Linked DNA regions of Sus scrofa: region 1 is linked to region 2. Evidence: chromatin contacts called from public promoter capture Hi-C data. All regions are on one chromosome and are shown on one strand. Each heading gives the region's core, a stretch centred on a gene start, on an enhancer-like site or on the middle of the called end of the contact. The rest is flanking DNA. Distances are from core to core; before and after follow the strand shown. Region 1 holds the start of DSCC1 (sister chromatid cohesion protein DCC1). Region 2 holds the start of COL14A1 (collagen alpha-1(XIV) chain).

What was found. Promoter capture Hi-C pulls out the DNA fragments that hold promoters and counts their contacts.
Region 1: a promoter capture Hi-C map of fetal liver shows a contact between it and region 2, with 3 times the contacts expected there. The contact joins the promoter of DSCC1 here to the promoter of COL14A1 in region 2. A contact is called at or near these places in 1 of 5 promoter capture datasets (fetal liver), 2 of 47 Hi-C or Micro-C datasets (blood and embryonic fibroblasts) and 2 of 2 datasets of contacts at active chromatin or transcription factors (alveolar macrophages and skeletal muscle).

What each region holds. Positions count from the first base shown.
Region 1 is chr4:19,157,738-19,163,037 of Sscrofa11.1, forward strand. It overlaps DSCC1 (sister chromatid cohesion protein DCC1), which reads left to right and starts at 3,326. Exons shown (of 9, transcript XM_021090559.1): 1 at 3,326-3,762. The coding sequence starts at 3,584. It overlaps DEPTOR (DEP domain-containing mTOR-interacting protein), which reads right to left. Exons shown (of 12, transcript XM_021090558.1): 3 at 3,558-3,966.
Region 2 is chr4:18,921,638-18,927,251 of Sscrofa11.1, forward strand. It overlaps COL14A1 (collagen alpha-1(XIV) chain), which reads right to left and starts at 3,474. Exons shown (of 48, transcript XM_013996512.2): 1 at 3,093-3,474.

The sequences.
Region 1 (5,300 bases), core at 2,076-4,575, 240 kb after region 2:
AATCAGCTCATGCACAATTCTTCTGATTGGGTGGTATTTCAGGAGTCAACATCATCAACTTTCTTGCTCTAACCCACCTGGGGTCTACATGCTGGTGGTCAGCAGTTAACATCTTCCACCTGGTGGGGTTTTTAGTATCTGAGAAACAACTCAAGGATATGGCTCAGGATATTATCTATAGACCTTGAGCAGAATCTTTCTTTCTTTCTTTCTTTTTTGTCTTTTTGCCATTTCTTGGGCCGCTCCTGCGGCACATGGAGGTTCCCAGGCTAGGGGTCAAATCAGAGCTGTAGCCAACGGCCTACACCAGAGCCACAGCAACGCGGGATCCGAGCCGCGTCTGCAACCTACGTCACAGCTCATGGCAACGCTGGATCCTTAACCCACGGAGCAAGGCCAGGGATCAAACCTGCAACCTCATGGTTCCTAGTCGGATTCGTTAACCACTGAACCACAACAGGAACTCGAGGATTTTTCTTTTAATCATAAAAGAAAGTCAATTACATTTCTTTTATGGCTATTATTTTTTCTTGCTTGACTGTTTTCTTTTGTTTCTGTGTCATCTCTCTTCTCTGATTGTTTGCTCTTCAGAACTTGGTAAAGGCCTAGGAGGCTAAGACTTTTCTATAAATGAGAGGAAGGGAGGAGGTCTGTCCTGGGGAAGGTCCTACAGGGTCCTGCTCAACTTCAGTCTCAACTTCAGGCTCCCTTGTAATTACCATGTATGTGCATTTAACATCTTTATCTTTGAACTCCTGGCCAGACCTTTATTCAAACTCCAACTTCTAGATCTAACATCAAGGGATGTTGTCACAGGTATATTCTCATAGCAAGTCAATCTCCACATCTCAAAACCAGAGCTCACCTCACTCATTCCTAGGCTTCCTACAATATGTTGTAAATGAGGGGAAATGCACTTGCTCATGCAAGAATCTAGAATTTGTCCTTCATTCTTTCCTCTCTCTTACTCTCTATGTTTAATCAAGTAGCCGCTGTTGTCCATTCAATCTCAAAAACTATTTCTCAAACCCAGCCACTCTCACCATTCATTTGCGATCTTACTGGTTTTCTACATTTATCTCCCTTCAATCTGTGCCACAAATTTTTCTTTTTCCCATCTCCCTCCCTTCTTTCCTCATGTATTAACTGTCCATTGAAGTTTTTTGTCAGTATGTTGGGTTTTGCAATAACCCAAGGGAAATTATTTTAAATGTATTTAGCTATACATATTTAATGCATAAATATGCTCTCAGTGTTAAAATTTATACAGTAAAGATAAATTATAAATTATCCCCTTTGCACTCCCCTCCTAAGAGGTAAACATCATCACAGCTCATTCATTTATTCATTCATTCAACTTTTTAGCAAATATATTTGAGGATCCATTCATTATGTGCTGGGCACTCTGCTTAATGATGGCCAAAAACATATCCTATGGAAGTGTATAGCCTTACACTCCTAGAGACAAAACCCCCAGATCCTCAAAACCCCACATTAAGTAATCATAAAAATGTAAAATTACAACTTACTTAATATCTAGGAATGAGAGGTACCTATTCCCACGAGATATATATTTGACAGGCTTGACCTGATTAGGGAGGTCAGAGAAAGATTTCTGAGGAGTGACTATTGACTCAGAGCCAATGTAAGAGCCCCTGTAACTATTTACTTTTTTTTTTTTTCCTTTCCAGCTGCATATGGAAGTTCCTGGGCTAGTGGTTGAATGGAGCTGAGGTCCACTCCACAGCCACAGCAATACGGATCCAAGCTGCATCTGTGACCTACACTGCAGCTTAAGACAACCACCAGATACTTAATGCACCCAGGAACACGATGCCAGGGATCAAACTCACAACCTCACAGAGACAGTGTCGGGTCCTTAAGCGGCTGAGCCAAAATGGGAACTTAAATTTAAATTAACTAAAATTAAATAAAAATTAAAATTCCTCACTCACAGTATCTACATCCCAAGTCATCAAAAGCCTCATGAGGCTTAGGAGCTACCAAACTGGACTGAACAGATACAGAACATTTCCAACACTGGTGTTCCCGTCCTGGCGCAGAGGAAACGAATCTGACTAGGAACCATGAGGTTGTGGGTTCGATCCCTGGCATCGCTCAGTGGGTTAAGGATCTGGTGTTGCCACGAGCTGTGGTGTAGGTTGCAGAGGCGGCTCGGATCCCTTGTTGCTGTTGCTGTGGTGTCGGACGGCAGCTGTAGCTCCAATTAGACCTCCAGCCTGGGAACCTCCATATGCCACAGGTGTGGCCCTGAAAAGATGAAAAAGAAAAAAGAACATTTCCAGCATCTTAGAAAGTTCTATCAGACAGTGCTCATCAAGAGAATGAATAGGTACGAACTGGGCAAAGAAAGGAGAGAATGTGATAGGCAAACAGAGCCACAAGTGGCAGAAAGCAAAAATCTTGGAGGAGGCCCTTGTGTCTGATACTAGAAAGAAGGCTTGAAGAGGAAGAGGGGGAGACAGAATGGGATACAGACCTTCCACATCGCTAAAGAAAAAAATCCAACAAACACAAAGGCAGTGAAAGAAAATAAGAAGCAACAAAATACAAGAGTGTTCAATACACAAAAAATTTGGCAGAGAAGCAGTCAAATATATCAGATCTAAATCTGCATACTGTGTGCCTGAGCTTGTGTAGATCTGCTCCAGGAAAAATGATCTTGTCTTGATATACAAGTCACTTCAGAGCACTTTACACATCCTATAGTGTGAGTTTGTCTCCCCAGGAGGCAGCAGAGCCTTCCCAGCCCCAGGAAGCTACTTTCCTCTTGACAAGGGTCTCAGCCCCTCAGCTGCTACTCCCCACCGCCGGCCCCCGCCACAAGCTAGGTACTCAACGAATGGATGGATCTAGTCCAAGCCTTAGACTCCCACATATGATGGATGGTTCCCAGACTCAAAGAAGTAAGACGCTGTCTATTCCACAAGGTCCTCGTTTCCGGTCCAAGGTGTTTACACAAACCCGGCTGGAAGTTTTTAGAGACCTAATAGACCAGCCTGGAATCAGACTTTACTACCTCCTGGCTGTGCCGCCAGGGGCAAGGAGCTTGCTTCCTCATTTTGCAAAAAGGAATTTAAAAGCGTCCCCTTCACAGAGTTGTGGTGAAGGAGTCAGGAAATGGTGCACGCAAAATGCTTATCACAAGGCCGCCACCGGTGGAAGATGAGACAGTTTTAATGGCGTGGAGATGGAGATAATATTGGCGGGAAACAGGATGGGGAGGAGCGCAGCGGAAGGGGCGGGTGAGGGTTCCACGTGGAGCACCGCGGGGTCTACGCTCAGCTCTCGCCCGCTTCCGCCGAGGCCCCCGGCAGAAGCCGCCTTTCCTCCCAGCAACAGTCGATGCTCTGCCGATGGTGACCCGGTGTCGGAAGGCCCGAGTACCCTGAAGCTTTCGGACCTGCCGGGGGAACGCCCCCGCGGCGCGCCCCGCCCCGGAAACCCGCCCCCAGCTGCCTTGGCGCACTTTTAAAACAGACTCCATTCTACTTGTTTCTCTGGGTCAGAGTCCTGCGGGGTCTAGGTTCTCTTACCCTGAGCTGGCGGCCCCTGCACAACGATGAAGAGGACCCGCGACGAGGTGGACGCGACGCTGCAGATCGCCAAGGTGAACACGGCCGAGCTGCTGCCCACGGTGCACTGCTTGGGCTTCGGCCCTGGGGCCAGCGCCGCCGCCGGCGACTACTGCCTGCTCCAGCTGGAGCCTGCACTGTGCCAGCAGCTGGAGGCGGGACGCAGGTGAGCCGGATCCGGGTCTGCCGCGTATTCAGCCTGGTGCCAGCCACCTCATTTTCCTGCGGGGAAACTGGGCCGGAGAGATGCATTGATTTGACGGGGGCCTCACAGCAGGCCGGTGGCTTGATTCCCAGCTCGCCGCCTTTTCCCGAGGAGTCCAAGCACTGCGGGGATAAACAGGACTGCTTCAGCTGGTCTTGTTGGCCTCTGTCAGGGGAAACAAATCAGGAAGTAGAACCTCAGGGAAGATTTGGGGATGTTAACTGTGAGGCCAGGGACTCAAAGAACACCTTGCCATTCCACCTTAAAGTGCAGTGGTAGTATCTAATATTTATAGGGTTCTTCTTGCCTTCTACTTATATTTATTTTACTCAGAAAGTAGATACGACTGTGGGGGAATGAATTTAAAGCCATTTGTATAGCCTCGTAATTGTGGAAGGCCCTCAAGAAACAGACTTGCTGGGGGGCACTCAGTAGGAATGTGAAGCTGTTTCTAATTCTAGGCCAGCTACACAGTTGCGGCAAGACCTTGGGTTAAAAAACATAGAGGAGGAGTCCCTGTGCGGTCCCTGAAAATGAGGAGTTGTAGTCTCTGGTTTAATTCTCTTCTGCACTGTCTTTCCTCCAGCACCTGCATGTTATCAGGGAGTATGTTCTCTTGTAGGATCCTTTAAGTTGAATCCTTTAGGCTGTCTTTCAGTTTTCCCACTGTACCCATCTAACAGTATTATAGTTAACTGGCCAGTATTCAGATGCTAGCAGTAAAGTATCTTTGAGGGAACGGAAGGAGAACATCATTCAGCGGGGCTTTATTCCAGCTGAGTTGGCAGGGATTTGAGAAAGGACTTCGGGTGTGAGGACCTTCTTTGTCCAGCTGCAGTTAATCTGGCTGGCAGAAACTAGAAGGGTTTGAAAACGTGTGTTTTAAATTTTTTTTTTTTCCAGGGGAAAGGGGTAGTTGTTTTAAACAAAATATTTGAAAGTGGGGATAGTGTAATGTAGAAATAAATGTTAAGAGTAGGCACTTGGGACTATTAAACATTTTAGGACCAGGAAACTAAACAAGAGAGGAAATTAAATGAAAGCTTATTTCAAAAAAATACATATATTTACAGTCTCCTGTTTCAGGTTTTTAGCTTTTACTTAAATGAATTGGGCTAGGAGGATTAAATATTTTATGGACAAAGAGAACTGCTTGAATCAACTCCTTTTTCATTAATCTCAATCACCTTTATTATTTATAATTAGTTTTTCTTCCACCACCTTTTTCTTTTCTTTTTTTTTTTTCTGCACCCAGGGCATATGGAAATTCCTGGTCCAGGGATTGAATCTGAGTAGCAGCTGTGACATACACATGGTTGCAGTCACAGCTGTAGCATGCCTGATCACTTAATCCACTGCACCAGGCTGGGGATCAAATCTGCACTGCCACAGACACAATGCTGGATCCTTAACCCACTGCGCCAGAGAAGGAACTACTACCACATCTTGCTCATTTTTATCCTCCCCTCTTCCTCCTTCTGCCTTTTTTTTCCCCACTA
Region 2 (5,614 bases), core at 2,224-4,723:
CTTCCTGTACCATATTGCAATCCTCCCGCGAGAATAGGAGGAGGCTTGGTCTTCACAGGGCTTATTCTACACAGAAGAGGAATCGGAGCCCTGGCTTCCAGTTAGTTATAGAAGAAACAAGAGGAGAGTGTGTGCCTGATGTCAAGCACTATTGGGGCAAATCTGTGCAGGAGGAAGTTTGGCTTCTTGTCTCCCCTCCCTCACCCCTCCCTGGTCCCTCTGTTCCCCCGGGGTCATTTACCATTTGTTCTCTACACACTGTCATAAGATAATTTGTTGCTTAAACACCACCACCTCAGCCAGCAGCGATTCAGGCGGGAATGAAAGGAAATGGGGTTGCACTCTGACAGGCCAGGAAAACAGCAGTCATTTGACTGAGTTTGGATAAAAATGTCAGCAAATGTGGCTCTGAAGTCACATAACTGCAAAGACCGTCAGCTTAAAACAGGCAACAGATGACACTAAGAAGTATTTGAGTCAAAGGGAATGCACCCCAAGAAACCTTTGAGGGGGGCGCTGGGGCTTGTCCCCATGCTCCTGAAATGCTACCAATTTGTTCAACCCATTCCCTAAGGCCAGCCCCGGCTGATTGCAAAAACCAAGACATGCGTGAAAGGCCCCTAGAGTTCTCTGAAATCCACAGCTGGACTGTTAGCAGCAGGCTAAGTGCCAAAGGACTCCTCCCATCAAGCCTAGAGTCTGGGACCTGCCCAAAACTGCTCCAGGAATTCTGATGGGTTCCAAGGAATCCTAACCAGGGAATAACTGAGAGGCCTCACCAGTGTGGTTCTTTTCCTTTCAAAGGGACCCCCAGGAGGTCAGGGATGCAGTGGAGGTTCAGGTCTATCCTGGCTCAGGGCTCCCTAGGCAGAAGGAGGCGATGCCCAGGGCTTGGTGAGATTGTAGATTGTACATAATGGATAAACCTTGCAAACATTTTGCTGAGTGAAAGAAGCCAGTCACAAAGGACCACACACATATTTTAGGCTTCCATTTATATGAAATGTCAGGGAAAGCAGATTAGTGGTTGCCAAGGGTGTTGTGAGGGGGTGTGGTGGTGGGGAAGAGATGGGGAGTTACTGCTAGTAGGTACAGAATTTTTTTTTTTTCCCGAGTGGTAAAAATGTTCTAAACTTGATTGTGGTGATGATTGAACAACTCTGTGAATATGCTAAAAACTGCTGAATTGCACATGTGTGTGTATATGAATTATATCTCAATAAAGCTATTTTTAAAAAATATACTATTTTAGGAGTCCCTGCTGTGGTGCAAGGGGATCAACGGCATCTTGGGAATGCTGGGATGCAGATTCAGTCCCCTGCCTGGCACAGTGGGTTAAGGATTCAGAGGTGCCACAGCTGAGGCTTAGGTTGCAACTATGGCTTGGATCTGATCCCTAGCCTGGGAACTCCATATGCCACAGGGCAGCCAGAGAAGAATATGTGTGTGTGTGTGTGTGTGTGTTTACTATCTTAAAGTCTATTTTATAGTAACCATGCCCTTGGGACCAGGTTCAAAGGAAATCCATCTAAGTTGCTCTTTTGAAACAAACATACAAACACCATCCACGCATTCATTCATCCACTCCTTTTACATTTACCAATGGGTTCTCCACAGGCAGAACTGGACCACCCTGTCAGAAACATAACACCTGTTCTCCTCACTGGATCCAGCTTAAGCCTATCTGCTGTATGTGGGCAGGGCCTCTCTCTCACATGTTGCAAGTAGGAAGTGCCCTCTCTGACCCTCTGAAGCTGAGGGGCCCCAGAGTTTCAGGGAAAACCCTTTCTCGTTTCTGCTCCCCACAGAGCCACCTAGGTCTTATTCACATATTTGTTTCTGCCCCTTCCCACCCTCTTCTGCTGCTGTGGGCAGTGGACTCTCCGAAATTCCCAGAAGGGAATCCAAAACTTCCAAAGCTAGTGAGGCTCTCAGCTGTAGCTCCAGAAGCAGTTGGGGGGTGGGGGAGATCCAGGTCCTTGTGAAAGCTGCACAAAGCTCCATTTGAACCTTAGGGCCATTTGTCCTAAGGACAAGCCCAAAGCTTAAGCAGAACGGACCCGGGAGGCTCAACCCTGAACTTGGCACATCACAGGGTGTTCTTCACACAGAGGACCCGAGAACCCAGCTCCAAAATCCGAGTGCCTGTGCCCTGGACTTGCAGGCAGTGTTCAGACCTCTGCTTAGGACTAAGGCCACTCCAGTGGCCCAGTGCCGGCTGCTTTTGGCTGGCCCCTAATCCAGTCTTGCCTGTGTGTGGTGCACGCTAAAGCCCAGCTCCACCAGATGTATCTCCGTCCATGCGCTGCGAACTAGGGAGGTCAGAGCAGCCAGCAGTCCAGAGAGATAAAAGGAGGGGAGGAGGGGAGAGGTGGAAAAGCCAGAGTGGAGAAGACCCTCCAATATCACAGCGTGGTGGTGCATCATAAAGCTGAAACCTCCTGCATCCAGACACCAAAGCAAAACTGCGCTAAGCATTCAGACTTCCTGGTGCAGAGATGTTTAAGAGCTACTACTAATGCCAACATCCTGCATTGATGCGCTCGATGTGCTCCCTCTTGTTTGCATCTGGCACCTGGCCCCTAGAGCCAATCACTCACTGGGGGCTGGGTGAGTTTTGTCCTCTGTGAGCTCCATCGACTGTTCTCCCGAGCAACCCCGTGCTTTCTATTTGTATACATCCCTCCAAAACAAACCCTAAAGCCCCCCCCCCTTTCACCAGAATGGTCACTTTTATGAAGCCCCTTCTACTTGAAAATGCTGGAGTCTTTACTGTCTCGAAGCCAAACCTGCTCCTTCCCGCCGCGCGCTCACAGCACTTAAGCACAGAGGGAAAAGCTCCTGAGAGCAACACAAGGCATCTTCACACAGTGCCTGCAATCTCCCTGTCCAGTGACCCCCTGCGAGGAGGCATCTGGGTGCACTACCCCATCCCACCTCAGTGGTTCGGGGCCATCACCGGCGGGCGCGAGGAGAGGTGGTCTCTTAATTGCACTGCGTCTGCAGGTGGCTCGCCCTCTCCACTTTCCCTTCCTCAACAATAAACTTTTCAAAGCCGAACGAAGGAAGAGCAGAGAAAGACTGGAACTGACCTGTTCAGAGCAAAGTTTCAGCCCAGGTAGGGGACCTCTGGGTGCCTAAGGAAGATCCAAGATCCGCCGCGAACAGGTTCGTGGTGGCGCACAGCTCTCGCGCGCTTCCCGCCCCTCGCCCCCTTTTAATTGGCCCCTATCCCTCCCCTTCTCCCCTACTCTCCCCTGCTCCCAGCCCTGGCCACTCAAAGCCGCCTCCTCTTCTCCAGTGCTTCCCTTCTGCCCAGAATCAGATAAGAGGAAAGGAAAGCCCGCCGGCGGCCAATTATAAAGCGGAAGGTGGCCGCGGGGGCGGGGGTTGGGGTGATGGGAGGCAGGCCTACGTCCCTAAAGCGTCCCCCCCCACACACACACTTTCCCTCCTCCTCTTCTCCCCAACCCTGGCCCCACAAAAGATGCTGCGAGGAGCCAGCCCAGCGCCGTTCGAGCGCCAGCCCAGACCTGGCGGCCGCCCCAGGTGCGCGCCGCAGCGGGCTAGGAAAGAGCAGCTTCTGCCCCTCCACTCTCGCCAAGGCTAGCGAGGGGCTTGTTGCTGAACCAGAAGACCCTGCGATTGCTTTACCAGATCTGGAGCCCTTCCTTACGCAGGTGCGAGTGTACCCACTTCCCTATTCCCAAATACCAGCCTGGTCAAGGACCCTGCGCTCGGGAGCCACACTCGCTGGAAAGAAGTAGTACCTTTTCTCCCCTCCTCTCCTTTCCTTTTCCCGATCAAGGGTAATAAAACGCCAAAGCAGCGATGTTCAAACTTTAATGTGCAGGAGAATCACAAGTGTTGAAAAAGACATTTCTGTATGCTTTAAAGGACGCATGTTGGCTGTGTCCAGGGGTTGGACTTCCCAAAGTGCATATGCTCACTCGTAGAGATCCTGTTTCAACAGGTCTGGGCTTAGCCCAGGGAATCTGCATTTATCAAACACCCTGGTGGTCCTGGTCTGTGGAGGCCACCCTCCGCCAGGCTCTACCACGAGGCGCGCCAGAGCCCTGCGCTAGGTCTCCAGGGATTCGGCCCTGCGCGGTCATCCGCTGGGCTCCTTGGAAAGTCATCATTACTCATTTTTTAACCTTGAGAACGACCGCCCTCTCCTTCCCGCGGCGTCTTTACAATCCAGCTTGTTGTGTGCGCACAAATGTTGGCGAGGGAGGTACAACAACTGAGAATTATCAAGAAGCCACTTTTTTGAAAAAATACTCTCTTGTCTTGGAAAACTGACAAGCAGGTGTTTCATTCCCACTGAAGGCTGATGATGGCGAGGAGAGACAGGGCAAGTGGAACTCTTAAAGGGTCCTCAAACGTGCTTCCACCATGCCCAACTGAGAATACAGAAAAAGGGGCCGTGACCCACCCACTCCCTTTCAAGGGAGTCCTTCGGATATTCCAACCTTCCCAAGCCACCTCCTCTGCTTTCCCCAAATTTTCTGATATTTGAATCCGCTAATACCGTGCTCTGAACTTCCCCGCTCGTCCTACAGTTGGAGTGCAAAGGGCCCTCTCCAGCCCCTACCGCCACCCTTCTTCCGTCGGTCCTTTTCCAAATGGGCCTCAAGTCTGGCCACAGGATGGGGCCCGAGACAACCGCCGTTTTGCTTCCGCGCTCCAGTGATCTCGACTATCTTGGGTCAGGCAGCGGGTACAACTTTTTAGGAGACAAAATCCAAGGGTTCAGTTCGCTGCATTGCAACGATGCGAGCGCCACCTGGTGTTGGCGCCTGGGGGTTCGGGATAGGGCGGGAACTAGAAAGACACCCAACCAGCCTAGATTAACACGCCTAAACTAGAACTTCCCAAATGCAGTACCTATTCCTGCAGAAAACTACCACTTTGGTTAGATCTCCTTTCCTCCCCACCCCCTACCCAAAGAGTGCCTACTACAGTCATATTCTCGCCTCCATTTTCACTAGTATTTTTACCAAGATGTAGATGGTTAGGATAAGTTTAGCTTTATTTGCAATTCCCTTGGGGGGAAGTAGCATGTTTGCACAGAGTTTGAGTCAAAGGAAAGGTACTTATGATGAAATTATAAATAATTGGAAATTAGGAATTCCCTGATTTTTAAATGTGAAAATATGTGCAAAAATGCATATATAGCAAATAGGGAAGCAGAATATATGTTCCATAAAGACCATATGCAGTAATGGCATATTGAATTTGCAATGATATAAAATGTTCTAACTCATTCTTCTTTCCTCTTTTAAACTTTTGACTTCTTGCATTTATTTCACTTTCAACATAGGTAGCTAGATTTCAGTTAATGTTGAATCAGAAGGGCAGGTTTTAGTTACTTTTCCACATAGTTGCAGGTGTGCGTAAATTTCCAGCCCTTTCAAGGGAGTGTTTATTCAACACTGATCTTAAGGTTAGCCCTCAGAGTCTGGAAGATACTGAGAAGTAAATTATAGAAACAAGCCCAGAAGACCCCACTAAAGGTCTCCTCCCTCAATATATATTTAAAAAAAAATTTTTTTTGGAGTTCCCGTCGTGGCGCAGTGGTTAACAAATCCGACTGGGAACCATGAGGTTG